2 separate regions of the Rattus norvegicus genome follow, and region 2 is linked to region 1. A link is a contact called in public Hi-C data. All regions are on one chromosome and are shown on one strand. The core of a region is the stretch at or near the end of the contact, and the rest is flanking DNA. Distances in the headings are between cores, read along the strand shown.

Region 1 (6,703 bases), core at 1,291-3,790:
CTGCAAAAAGCCAACAATTATAAATGATCAGGTTAGAAAAAGACACAGTAATAAAAATGTTCGACCCTGCGTATAAAAGAACATGCTCCTTAAATGATCTTCTGCCTAAATTACTCAAGATCTGGAAACTTGCTCCAGATTCTGAAACTCTAGAAACTAGAGCCACTGCCTCGGTAGGTGATACTATCAATGGCCGATAGGCTGTGCTTGCAAATGTAGTGCAGAAAGCGAATGAGTTTTCAAGTCCTGATACAAATTACTTAAACATCCATTTTGGAGTCCTATGCCCACCCCCACCCCACACCACACTACCGCCGCCTCAGACTTCATTTTGTGAGGAATTTTGCGCGCGATGCCGCAGTGACAATCTCCGGAAAGCGCGGGCCGGCCTGGGTTCCCACCCGGGACGCGAGCTGGCAGGAAAGCGCGGCGGGGCCGGACAGCCCGCGCGTGGCGGCCCCGCGGCGGCGGGAGGCCTTGGGTTGGCGGGCGGGCGCGCCGCAGGCCCGGGATGGCGGGCGCGGGGCCTCGGCGGGGGCGGGCCGCGCGCGCGGGACTTACCGCTCCGGCGGCGGCGGCGGGGACCCCGGCGGCGGCGGCCGCCTCCTCCTCGTCGTCGCCCGGCGATGGCGGCCCTATCTTGCTGCAGGTAGCGGCCAGCAGAGCGAGCGGTGACGGCTGAGTGTCCTACCCGCGATGGGCGGGTTCAGAGAGGGAGACAGGGAGGGGGTGGCGGTTAGGGCCGGGCCCGCTCGCACAGGAAGTACGGCTCGCTCCGCGCCTGGCCTCGCCGGCCGGGCCCGCGCTCTCCTCCTCCGGGTCGGCGGCGCCTCTCCCTGCGCTCGGCCCGCTCGGCGGCCCGCGGCGGACGGCTGCGCGCCCGGCCTTCCCTCCGCCCGGATCCCACCCGGGAGGGCGCGCACACTTGCACACTCACACACGCACAAAAAAGGCGGCGGGCGGGGGCGCGCGGGCGGGGTCGGAGCGTTGGCGCCTCGGGCGGGCAGCTCCCGGGGCGGGGGAGGGGCGGGCGCGCGAGGGAGGGAGGGAGGGAGAGAGAGAGGAAGGGAGGGCGAGGGGAGGAGAAAGCGGCGCGCGGGGAGCCGGGCCGCGCTCAGCCGCTCCTCACCTGGGCCGCCGCCGCCGCCGCCGCGCCGTTTCCGTGCTGCTGCTGCTGCTGCTGTTGCTGCAGATACTCGCCGTGGCCGCCGCCGCCGCCGCCGCTGTCCACGTCCAAGGCAGCCATTTCCTCTTGTTTCACGGGCTTTTCGGGAGCTGCAGGCACAGCGCGGGGGGGGTGGGGCGGGGAGGAAGGCGGGTGCGGGGAGGGAGGGGGCCCGCGGGCCGCGGCCACATTAGCGCCAGCCGGCCCCGGCCCCTTCCCCTCCCCCCGGCCGCGGCCGCGGCGGCGCGCTCCCTCCTCCCCTCCTGCTGCCCCCGCCCGCCGCGGCTGTAACCCTCCTCCTCCTCGTTCCCTCCTCCTCCTCCCCGCGCTGCCCCTGCCCCCTCTCCTCTCTCCTCTCCTCTCCTCCCCTTTCCCTCCGCGGCGCTCGCTCCTCTCGCACCGTCAGTCACTCACACACGCCCGCCCGCCGCCCGCGCCCGCACACAGGGGGATGCGCTCCCGGCGGACTGGGCCGCCCGCCCCGAGCCCGGCGGGCACTCGGCGCTGGCGCTGGAGGGCTGGACGCTGGCTGGCGGGGAGGGAAGGGAGGCGGAGGGGAGTGCGGCTTTCTGCCTCCACAGACACTCGGTCGCGCACTCGGGGCCGGGAGCCGGCGGTGGCGGCCCCGGGCTGGCTGTGGGCGGCAGTGGCGGCGGCGGAGGCAGCAAGGGTTGCTCTCTCTCGGCTTTACGTACCGGTCATAGTGTGTTTAGGACACCTCAGGCGGGGCTCCCCGCCGCCTTACACATGGTGAGAAGCGAAGGCGGCGGCGGCGGGAGAGGATGCGGGAAGCGGCGGCGGACACGGCCGGAGCGGTCCGGGGATTTTTTTTTTTCCTATTTTGATTGACTGTGCGGGAAACACAAAAGGTGGAGCCTCCAGCCCAAAAGGGGGGAAGAGGGTGACAGCCCGCCCGGAAGTTCCGCCCCTCTTCCCGGCGCTCATTTGCCGCTGGGCTCTCCGTCAGCTGTGTTCATTGGTCCGGACGCCTGTCCGTCGCTTGGCCAGGCGGCGGGCTTCCTGTTTGCCCCCGGGTTGAAGGGGAGAGACAATGAGCGGCCGTGGCGCCGTAGGTTCCTGAGAACGGCCCCGGCTCGCGCGTTACCCCGGTGTGCCAGCCTCGTTCCTCGGCTACGGCTGCCAGGCCCGAGGCGCAAGCCTCTTCCACTCGTTGGCCCTTCGTGCAGGCCTTGCCAAGCTGTCGGGGAGCTGAACTGGGGAGGAAGTCCGTCCCCGGTGGCTCCGACTCCACTCGACGTTTCCTCCATCCTGGCAGCCGCCTGGACTGGATCTCCCCAGGGCATGGGCTCTCGAAGCTGGTTCTTGCCAGCGCTGCCAGGAGGCCACCACCGCTCAGCCCCAAGGCTGCCGCTGCTACTGAGCAAACCGGACCCGCCCCATGAGCCCTGGGGGAGGGAGCTGGTATTGGGGGAGACACCCCCTCCGAGGCTGGAGGAGGACTTTTTCACACACATTCAGCTCTTGGTCGCATACTCGGATACATCGCCTTCCCATCCCACCTCATCCTCCCCACCCTTAGCCCTTGGTTACCAACCATCTACTTCTGTGGACCCTGAAGACAGTCACTGACAGCAAAAAGTCTCAAGTCTCTTCATAAGGAAAAAAGGTTTTAATTCTGGCCAGTGATATCAAAGCAAGCTTAGTTATATTTTATTCAGTCAGGCACAGCCACCCTTTAAAATTAGTTTGCTGCACACACAAACTCCCTGCTTCTTAACCTAAGAAAATAAGTCAACAATGCCAACATTTATTAAAATGGTAAATCTCACCCCAAGTATCCTTCCCCTGGGAGTGCTTAGGTACATTTTCTTTACTTAGTGATTTAGGTTAACACTCCTTCCTTTCACATCCTTAATGTCTTGCAGTCATTCAGGAGAAAAAAATGTTCTGCAAACAAGAGAACATTGTCTATTACCTCTAGATACTTCTACTTTAAAAAGGTTGAATTTAAGAGGAGGAAACACTTTCCTTAATACTTTTATTAGAAATCTATCTCAAGCAAGAATAAACGACCCAATTATTGTAATTATGTTTTGTATAATGTTGTGCAAATTGAAGCATTTAAACTAGCTTAATATGCGCTACCTTAAAAAAAAATCACTGGGTGGGGAGGGCATGCATCTCAGTTTCAGAGGACTTTTTGGACTTTTGGGAGGGTGGTTGGTTGGTTTGTTTTTAAAAACAAGGTTTCATGTGTAGCCTTGTTTATCCTGAAACTTGATTTGTAGACCAGGCTAGCCTGGAACCACAGGAAATCTACCTGCCACTGCCTCTGCCTCCTGTGTGCTGGAATTCTCCCCCAACTATTTCCTGGTATTTTTTTAATACTGACAATGACACATGTTCTCTTTCTCTTGTGGCATGCAAGCAAGAATAATGCTTTTGGGCCAAAAAGCAGATAACTCAAACTATTTTGAGGCAAAGCTCTTAAGGAATGCATATTAGCAAAAGTATCACTCACCACTAAGGTAAGATTCAGTAGACTTCAACCAGGGTTGAGTCAATGTTACAGCCTATCTTAAGATGACCAAAAGCAAAATGGTCTCTTGAAAGAATACCTTTTTCTTAACTAGTGCAGATACACTCAAAGCACTCATATGCAAAACATAATACCTGTATTTAGATAAATACACACGTATAGTAACTAATACAGTATAATTGACAATGGATTAACATGTTTCAAAACAGTCATTAAATGAAAATTTAAAAGTATCGAACATCATGAATAAATCTCAAAACAATAAGGTCTGTTTTCCCCTGTCCCCAGACTTGGCCCAGTTTCTTGTCATGTTTTCTCTCAAGATTTCACAAGCTATTCCTGGCCAAGAAACAAAACCAGATCACCCTATTCCCCAGTAGACTAGGACAAAGTTGGTAATAACATCAGCTACAACTCCAAGAAAAGGAGGAAATCAAGCTAGGTCTATAAGGTACCTCACTGAATAGCTAGAAACTTTATATGGAATCATGGTCAGCAATTAGTCTTACCATATCAAACTGGAAATGTCAGTACTGTCTGGGTAGTTGGGCATTTGAGCTCTGAATTTTCTTCATCTATGCTGAGTTGGTTCAGAATATGTAGAACTTTTAAAATACAGAATGAAGAAACTAGTTACAGAAGGATGTTTTAAAACATAGCAAGTTATGACTATATATGGATATAATAACTGTTAGAGTCAGTCTTAATTGTCAATTTAACACAATCTAGAATCAGCTGAGAAGACCATCTTCTCTAGGGGTTATCTGGATCAGGCTGACCTGTGTCTATGAGGGACTGTCTTCATTAAGTTAACTGATGTGGAAAGACATAGCCCACTGTGGATGGCACCATTTCCTGGATTTATTTGGGTCCTGGACCATATAAGAGCAGAGACAATAGGCTGAGTTGTAAACATGCAAGCATTCATTCTCTTTGTGTATGGATTTGATGTGCCCTGAAGTCCAATGTGACTGAAGTTCCTGTTTCCTTGGGTTCCCTCCTAGAAAGGACTGAAATAAACATTTCTCCTCTAAGTTGCTCTTTGTCAGGGTGTTATATCACAGCAACCAGAAATGATACTAATAAAGAAACTCACTGTAAGTCTTCAAGATGCTAAGTTTTAAACGGGTAAGGAGGAAATCGAAGACCAGCCAGATGTCTTAGCAGATCAGGAGGGCTTGTAGCCAAATCTGACAGCACTTCCGTCACAGAAATCCACATGATGGAGGGACCGTCCCTCAAGTCATCACCTTACCATGACATGTGCTATAGCATAAAGTACAAACAATAAATAAATAAATGTGAGAGAAAAATGAGATTTAAATGTGTTTCCTAAGTGCTGTGCTTACATGTCCAAGTTTTCATTAAGTTAGGTGGAGGGAGGGTATCACCATACTTCATATTGTGTTGTCTGAAATACTATGCAATCACTTTTTAACCTTTTAAACAAACGAGTACCTATAGAGACAATGGAACAAGCATGTCCTGACTGACCAGGAAGAGTCCGTGACGCCATATGACTAAGTGCTCCAGCCTTAGTCACTGGAAAACTGGAGTGAAATGGAAGACTATGAGACTGGGAGCAACTGGGAGACAGTTAAGGCATTCGGGCTCTGGGTGCCAGAGGACACCCACAGGCCCATGGGTGGAAGGATTTGGACGTCTAGCTAAAACAAGAAGGGGGCAGTACACAGACTTGGGAGCCTTTGCCATGCTCACATACCTCTGTCCATTGCTTCTAGACATGAACAAGACCCTTGGCTTTAAAAAAATTCCCCGTTGGTAGCACATTGTAATCCCAGGACTTAGCAGGTTGAGGTAGAATTCAAACTCAAGGCATGCTGGGCTACATACACAGTGATACTGTCTCAAAATGAAAGGTAGAGAGGCCAGCTGGTTGTCTCAGTGGTCAAGTACTTATCTAGTGTGTCAGAGACACTGTGTTCACTCTCCATGTAACCCAGAGTATAAATCCTCCACTGGATGATACAGGTACCTCAGCGGTTGAACTGTTTCTTATGCAAGGTCTCCAGAACTTGTCTTCCTGACACCAGTTTCAACATTCAACACTGAAACACTTCCTCCTGAGAACACTCTCCTCCCTAAACCTCATCTGCTTTCTGATTTTTCTCTCAAAGTCTCCATTTTTGTTATACTTGAATTTTTTTTTTTTTTTAAATCTTGGGCAGTGAAAATGCTTGTTCCTCAGAGCATCCACTAACCACATGCAACCATTAGTGCTGGAAACATATCCAGGTGGCAATTGAGTTACTTTATTTTAACGATGTAAACATAAATGACTCCACATGGCCAAGGGCAAATGTATTGATTGAACAGTACTGCTTTGAGCATCTGCCTGCGTCCAACCACTACATGCAAATACCAGTCCAGAGCGTTCTTGACTCCTTGGGTTTCCCTGGGGAAGCTCAGCCTTCCTGCAACCCCAGCCATCATCTCTAAGCTCAGGCCCATGCCTTACCTTTAGTAGTCTGCCGTCACATGGGTCGCTGTTCCATAACGGTAGACATTGGAAATTCCTCCAGAGTGTTTCACTTAGCCTCACACTGCAAATACGAAGAATTGAACTCCACCTCGTCCACAGACCCAACTCTGCTTCCCTTTGGACACCGACTCCAGCAACGATGCCACCATTTTCTCAGAAGTCCAGGCAGGAGTCAGGTTTGACACCTCTCCCCAGCCTTCCCACTAGCTGAAGCCATGTGGTACTAGCAAGGTTTCCTGCATAATCTCTCTTAATGACTTGCTTGTTAAAACCACAAAATTTATTGACCCCTGTTCTGCAAAACACGGTAAGGCTCTTACCCTCCAAAAATTTAAATGGACACAAATCCAAATCACAGAAACGAAAAATTAAGTCTAACACCCAGTGGATAGAGGACTCACCTAGTGTTCACAGGGTCCTGCACTCAGTTCCCTGTACAACAAAAGATTCAAAAGAAAGCAAATGTATTGCCAAAGAAGGTCTCTCCCGTTTCTCTCAAACCATTGACTGATGCAGCAACTCCTGGAAGGCATCA
Region 2 (7,318 bases), core at 1,952-4,451, 61 kb after region 1:
CTAATCCTCTTCCAAACCACTCTAAGAAGGTTTATCCAGTGACCTGTAAAACGGAATTAGTAAAAGGGACACTTTAATTCCAGCTCGTTAGAGAGCTTCTAAAATCTTTAAGAAAGCCACCACAGCAGATTCTGTGCGGGGGGGAGGGGTAGACGAAGACACGCCTCTCACTTTCAGAAGCAAAATGTCCTTGCTTTTCAATGGTAATTCTGCACTGACTTTTTTTCCTAGGGCTTTCTTAGGGACCTCGGAAAAGGTGGGATGCAAGTTTTGAGAACAGGATGACAGCCCCACAAAGTCAAACGAACCCCATCCCAACCCATCACCAAATTGGGTCAAGTCCAGAGGCACTCTGGCCTGACTGACTACTGGAGCCTGCCTCTTCGCACTGTTCTTTCTTACAACATCTCCCTGGAGCTGGCCTATTGCGCAACACCAGGAAATGGTCCATATGAAACCTTGGCCCGCAGAGCGTACATGTTCTGGTTTTTATTCTGCAGCTCTTTTATAATACGTGTTTTCCTTTCCCATAATGTCATCTGGAAGCAATTCCTCCCAACAGCTGGATCTGCTTTCGGAATCGGTAAACACGTAAAATGGAAGGCTGTGGAAGATTCGGAGACTCGGCAGAGGAGCTGCTTCTCCGCCTGCTTGGCTCGCGTTCTGAGGCTTATCTGGGGTCTCCTCACAAGCCTCATCAAAACCCAGAGTGTCTTCAAACAGGCAACCCGCACCGAATTCCCTTCTTCAGAGGGTCAACATGTTCTCTGGTGGAGAAATTTTCTGAATGCCTTGCTGATAAAATTGATCAGATGCAGGCCAGATCGCTAGCTGCCAAGATCTGCAGGCTCCATGTGGAGGCCAGCCCCCCAGAACATTCCCAGCATCCCCACACCTCCCTGCGGCCAGCGTCTTAGAGTCCCCTGGGATATCTTCCCAAGAGCACAGTTTTCCGGTACCGCTGCCACCAACGCCCATCAAGTGAAGACCAGAGCCAAAGACTAAATGTGATTGATCCTCGGGAACAATTTTCCATGCAGACACAAGACGGAGACCTACCGGGTTATGGAGAGGAGCCCAAGAACTCAGCTGTCCATCCCGGGTTGGCGCTCTCTCTCTCTCTCTCTCTCTCTCTCTCTCTCTCTCTCTCTCTCTCTCTCTCTCTCTCTCTCTCCACTCTACCCCCAGGGAACAGGGGCTCACCCGAGCATAGCTAGTTCTGGTACAGGGAGTCCAGGGGCTTGTGTCAGCCTGAATACAGAATAGGGGACAAAGCTTAGGCTCTGTATCTTCTACATAAGAAGTGCAATTCTTTTGATGGAAATTTCCAGCATGGGGGGAGGTTGGGGTGGGGATGATGACAAGCTGAGCACATGGTCCACTTTCAGAGCGAGCTTGGAAAAGTATGCCTGTGAATACCTATCCAGCTGCAGAGAGGGTCACACACAGGGCTGGTCCCCTTCTGAGCTGGTACAAGACGGTTCCTCCTAGAACCAGTCACCTTTTAGGTAGCCAGCGCTCCATTCACCTCTCCCCTGCAACACACACATACAAAGGGGATTCGCTAGCCTCATGGGGTCTGACTTCAGAGTTCTCTAGATAGAGGTGTGTGATGGGTAACTTTGACTAGTTACCTGGGAAGAGAGTCTCAATGAGGGAGTGCCCCCTCCCTCTGGTTGACCTGTGGGCATATCCACTGGTTAGGAGTGGGATGTCTCAATTAGTTCAGTGAAGTAGGAAGGTCCACTCCGAATGAGGGCAGCAGTATTTCATGGTCTGGGTCTTGAACTGTGTGACTGTGTCAAGAGCTGGGGAGATGCTCAGAGGTTACAACTATATGCTGCTCTAGCTGAGGACCAGGGTTCGGTTCCCAGCACCCAGCAGCAGATTCACAACTAGCTGAAATTCCAGCTCCAAGGGACCCACTTCCTTCTTCTGTCTTCTGAGGGCACCTATGTGCACATACCCAAACATATATACAAAATTAAAAATATTATGAATTTTCGGGGTTGGGGATTTAGCTCAGTGATAGAGCGCTTGCCTAGGAAGCACAAGGCCCTGGGTTCGGTCCCCAGCTCCAAAAAAAAGAACAAAAAAAAAATATTATGGATTTTCATCCAGGCATTATGCCATAGGCCTTTAATCTCAGCACGTGGCAAGCAGATGCATGCAGATCTCTGTGAATTCGAGGCTAGCCTTGTTGGTGAGGCTAGTTTCCAGCCAACCAGGACTGCATAGCAAGACCTTAATCTCTCTCTCTCTCTCTCTCTCTCTCTCTCTCTCTCTCTCACACACACACACACACACACACACACACACACACAAAACCTTAAGAAAAATAAATGACTAGAAGCTAATAGCTAAGCTAAGCGAACAGGAAACATGCTTGCATTTGTTCCTCTCTGTCACTATTGTGACTCTGTGTTTTCACCTTGACTTCCGGCTACGATGGACTATAACCTGGACTTGTGATCTTAAAACAAACCCTTTCTCCCCTAAGTTGATTTTGTCAGGAAATTTGTCAGCAAGAGAAACGAAACTAGGACAGATGGGTGATCCTTCCCGTTGTCCAGGGACCAAGCTCAGAAGGAAATCCTAAGGAACAAGACTTCCCAGTTCCGCCTCACAAACCACAAACGTCCTTCCTCCGGAGAAACCAAGGAGTCCACACCTACACAGAGCTCAGCCTATCAGGTGGCCCCTCCCCCTTTCTCTCCTCTGGCCTGGTGGAAGTCCAGGAACAGAACCTACTTCCCAAGTTATTTTGTTTTGTTTGTTTTATTTCCCAGATTTTATGGTTTCTTGCCTGGACCTTGAAAATCCAGGAGTTTTGAGTTCCATGCCAAAGCTCACTCCCTCGGGTCCGGCTGTTCTGGATCTGGCTTTGTGGATTACTGGGAGGGGCCTGGCGCTGAAACTCAGGACAGAGGGTGATGGGCGGGTGAGAGCAGCCACTTGGTTAATGCTGCCATCCGACTGATCAAGGGGCTGGAGACAAAGCAGACACGTGCAATATGGAAACCTTTTTTGGATCCTAATTTAAACCAACTGTGGGAAGATATTTTGAGATGATCAGGAAATTTAAAATTAGGACAGTATATTAAAAATATTTCGAGATCATTAAGTTGGTGTGTGTGATGACACTGTTAAGATCGTACAGAAAAAGGCTTTTGAAAAGGCACATGTGTAGGGCTGGAGATGACTCAGTGGCTAAGCACTTGCTGCTCTTCTAGAGGACCAGATTTTGGTTTCCAAAATATGCGTTAAGTGTCTCATAACCACTTGTAACTCCCGCTCCAGGAGACCGGACACCTTCACGGGTGCCTATATGTGCTCACGTACACACACACAGAGAGATACACAGACACATGTATAATTTTAAAATAAAATATTTTTAGAAGAGTGTGTGTGAAAATATTTAACGATGACCTACAACGTCTGAGGTCTGTTTTTAAATGCTACAGGAAACAACACCGAGAGATAAAGGGGGGAGTCCACGATGGCGGCTGGATTATCTGATGAGAGAACGCATGGGTCTGCTCTTTTGCAGTAGTCTCTCCGTGCTTACCATGAGGATGCTTTTCATCATGGAGTCTCGACGACTATCATCATAGAGAACCAAACGCCTGTCTAAGCTTCTGTGGTAACTGAATTCTGCACTTGGGTTTGTGCCCCCGAGTGACAACTGAGTGACATTACTCCTATTACTGTAACACCCTGAGACCTCTGCTCTGTCCCACCATGTGCTGACAGCATCTCCAGCGGATGCTCGCCTTCCTGCCAGCGCAGATGGCGGCTGGAGACTGTCCCCGCAGGACCACAGAGAAAGCTTCTTGCTAGAAACATTAAAGCCACGCCTGGCATAACTCTTCCCTCCCTGGTCTCAGCACCCTCTCCCATTTCCAACCTAGTTTGGTCTGTGGTCCAGACGGAAGGATCAGCCTCTCTGGTATCCTCAGGCTTTTGTCTGAAGACTTCCTTCTGTTCAGAGCTTTGCTTAATGTATTGGGACTATGAACTAGTTATCAAAGGACAAAGACTATACATTTATATCTTCTCGAACCCTTGTCATGGAGCACTTGAGGGTCCAGATACAATACGCAGGAGACTGAAAAGGGGGGATGAATGAAGTTCAGAGGTGCGAGACGTTTGGAAGCCAAATTCAGCAGCTTGGTGCGATAGTGAACTTGTAACAGCAACATGGAGAGGGCTGGGGTAGGACGGCTCACACCACAGGTTTCGTTTCTACTTTTTTTTAAAAGCCAAATTTATAAATGTTGAAACTGTTGGCCAGCCCTGACTAGACTGCAAGTCCCTTGCAGGGAAAGGTACATTTTGTACATTGTTAGAGCTGAGTGTCTGACCTAAGGATGTGGCATCTGCTCAGGTTTACTAGATGAACGTTCTGGTGAGCCTTAGAATGTCCCATTCTGTCCTGTGCTGCTATTGTTGTGTTTTATTTGAAGACCAGATTATTCTTTTCCTTTTTTTTCGGAGCTGGGGACCGAACCCAGGGACTTGCACTTGCTAGGCAACCACTGAGCTAAATCCCCAACCCCCAGATTATTTTTAAGATTTATTTATTTCACATATATGAGTATATTGTTGCTGTCATCAGACACACCAGAAGAGGGCATCAGATCCCATTACAGATGGTTGTGAACCACCATGTGGTTGCTGGGATTTGAACTCATGGTCTCTGGAAGAGCAATCAGTGCTCTTCACCACTGAGCCATCTCTCCAGCCCCCAGATTTTTTTTTAAAGCAGAAATATATTTCTTCTCTTAGGATACATACCTCAAGTAAATGATCTAATTTAACTAATAATTAAGCAATTTGAAAACAACATCCTAATTAGGTCATGAGAATCACTGTGGCCCATACAGCAGAAATGTGCAACTGTTGGGTCCCCAGGAGGCTCTAAAGACTGTGTGGAAGGGAAGTAAATGATCTGCCCAGAAATCTAGCAAAAGAACTCATTTGAGGATTGCAGACTCAGAGGAAAGACCCAAGGAAGGAGGCAGAGAGGAGGAGGTCTTTTCTGGGGCCCAGAGATTAGGAGTATTTAGACCCCACTTAGGAAAAGACCTGATGATGTCTGGATTGTGCTTTAGTCTGACAGTGCTCCTGTGAGCGTGCTGACAGGAAGGTCGGAAGGCCTGGTGATCATTACTGAACAGATTCAGAGGCTTTATGGTCTCCTCCCAGCTAGAGAGAGAACGAGTCCCATTTTCCCCAACTTGGTGTCAACTCCTTTTGAAACGTGCTGTTGTCAAATCAAAAAGGGGATGGAGTCTGAATTCTATAACAAATGAAAGTGAAATAAAAGGAAGTCGTATCATCCTAATCAAAGTACATGTCCCCCCAGCTGGCTCCCTGGCTCATCCCTCGGCCTTGGTGACTCAATGCTGGGAGTTACGGGTTTGTTAAAGAAGATGGGTTTTGATCAAGTGTCACATCTGACAGTCATGCGACCTACTCTTTACCACTGCGAAGAAAGATGGGGGCCACAGGAGCTTTATAGTTAGTGCCCAACATAAATTAGGAATCTTGTGGAATGGGTGCTTTTGCAATTGGCCTTGACCTTTCAAGGACCCAATGGATGGGTGTAAGCGAGAGTCCACAGACATGCTCGAGAGAGTGGGTTTGGAGAGATGGCAGAAAAGGCTGCTTCCTAGCCTGTGCTAATGGCCTGGCTTCCCCTCTCAAGGTTTAACTTGCCATTGTCTCACAAGGCGGTGGTGCTAAACTTGCCCTCGTTCTTGAAGTGCCAGATAAAGGTCTCCATGCCTCGTGCTCGTTCGGAATGTCAGCCACTGAATAGATCTGAAGATGGAGAGCAGAAGTAAGTGCTTCAGATGCCTGCTGCCATTTCTATCCCCCCTTCATGGGGGCCGTGGGGAGGAGAACAGGCAATGTTAGAGTCTCGCCAATGGGCAACAGGCCTTCAGGTGTGAATTCTGATGAACTTGGAGCAACGGCAGTGGAGAGAGAATGAAATAAACAAACACCCAAGGCTGTCCTGGGGTGATCACGAGACAAGGAGCTGGGATGATCAATACACAAGGATAATATCCCCTAAGAGGCGACCCCCACCTAATGGGAAGCCCATGTCCAGACTAGTTTTCCTGCAGTGTCAGTTTTAATAGGTGATGACCTGTTCAACAATTCTCTCATTGCCCACAGAGGAAAATCTGTACGCCGCCCTGGCGCTGTAAGTCCGTCCTGGACACTGTTCAACCCAACTATCTTCTCACTGTCTCTCAAATGCCCAACTACTGGCCTCGTCCAGGTCACTCCCTACCAGGAAGGCTGCACGGTTTCTCTTCCCCGTGGAAGGGCTACTCATCATCCCTAGGCTGGGGCTCCATTCCTGTCTCAGGGAGGACTAAATGCCCACTGACACATCCTTAACTCCCTTTCTTTAATGCAGAATATGAACCGGGAGCCTGCTTGGGATGGGTCAGAGCAAAGCAGAGCAGGACATCTGCTTCCAAGAAGGCTTTCTGTAGGGCTGGAGAGATGGCTCTGTGGTCAAGAGCACTGATTGCTCTTCCAGAGGTCCTGAGTTCTATTCCCAGCAACCACATGCTGGCTCACAACCATCTGTAGTGGGATCTGATGCCCTCTTCTGGTGTGTCTGAAGACAACTACAGTGTACTTATATATTATAAATAAATCTTAAAAAACAAAAAACAAAAAAACAAAACAAAACAAAACAAAAAACCAACTTTCATAGTCCTGGGGGATCCTGATCTCAAGATAGGAAAATGGAGAGAATGTGAGCTCAGGTAGTATGGGGCAGAGTCAGTTATCAGTTAAGAACCTATTGACCTCCAGGGAGGTTCTAAAGTCAGCCAATCAAACACCTCAGGAGGAGAGGGGTAAAGCTGGGGAGAAGCTTCTGATCCCAGAAGTTTTCAGGTCTCTCATGGACACCCGGTTTTCTGGTCTTTGAAAGCTGTGGTGATTTGAATGAGAATGGACTCCATAGGCTCATGTGTTTGAAGTTTGTTCCCCAGTTTGGTGGAACTGTTTGGGAAGGATTAGAAGGTGTGACTTTGCTGTAGGAAGTCACTTGGGGTGGGCTTTGAGGTTTCTAAATCCCACCCTAGCCCCGCCTCACTCTCTTTCTTTCTTCTGTCTGCAGATCAGGATGTAAGCTCCCAGCTACTGCTCCAGAGCCATGCCTGTTAGCATTCTGTCTAAGCTCTGCCCCACAGTTACCTGGCAATAGTCAGGTATGTTACACCCTACAGTTACCTGGCAACAGCCAGGTATGCCCACTCACTATAAAAGGGGCTGTTTGCCCAGTCCT

Evidence for each region. A called contact is a pair of places that touch in the nucleus more often than the background predicts.
Region 2: a contact with region 1 is called in a Hi-C map of the A7r5 cell line, with 1.9 times the contacts expected there. The contact joins the enhancer-like site here to the promoter of Sp3 in region 1. A contact is called at or near these places in 5 of 12 Hi-C or Micro-C datasets (the A7r5 cell line, the Rat2 cell line, liver and 1 more).

What each region holds. Positions count from the first base shown.
Region 1 is chr3:78,261,977-78,268,679 of GRCr8, forward strand. Sp3 (Sp3 transcription factor) reads right to left here and starts at 2,541. Exons shown (of 7, transcript NM_001427405.1): 1 at 1,861-2,541; 2 at 1,130-1,275; 3 at 562-687. The coding sequence starts at 1,867.
Region 2 is chr3:78,322,385-78,329,702 of GRCr8, forward strand. It overlaps LOC103691820 (a long non-coding RNA gene), which reads left to right. Exons shown (of 3, transcript XR_591544.4): 3 at 232-2,327. Among named protein-coding and RNA genes, the nearest start is that of Sp3, 62 kb to the left of the region's middle. Within about 2 kb of position 3,202, at least 7 of the 93 cell types and tissues checked have an H3K27ac peak or open chromatin away from gene starts, as enhancers often do. A contact at or near this core is called in the A7r5 cell line, where this site is marked.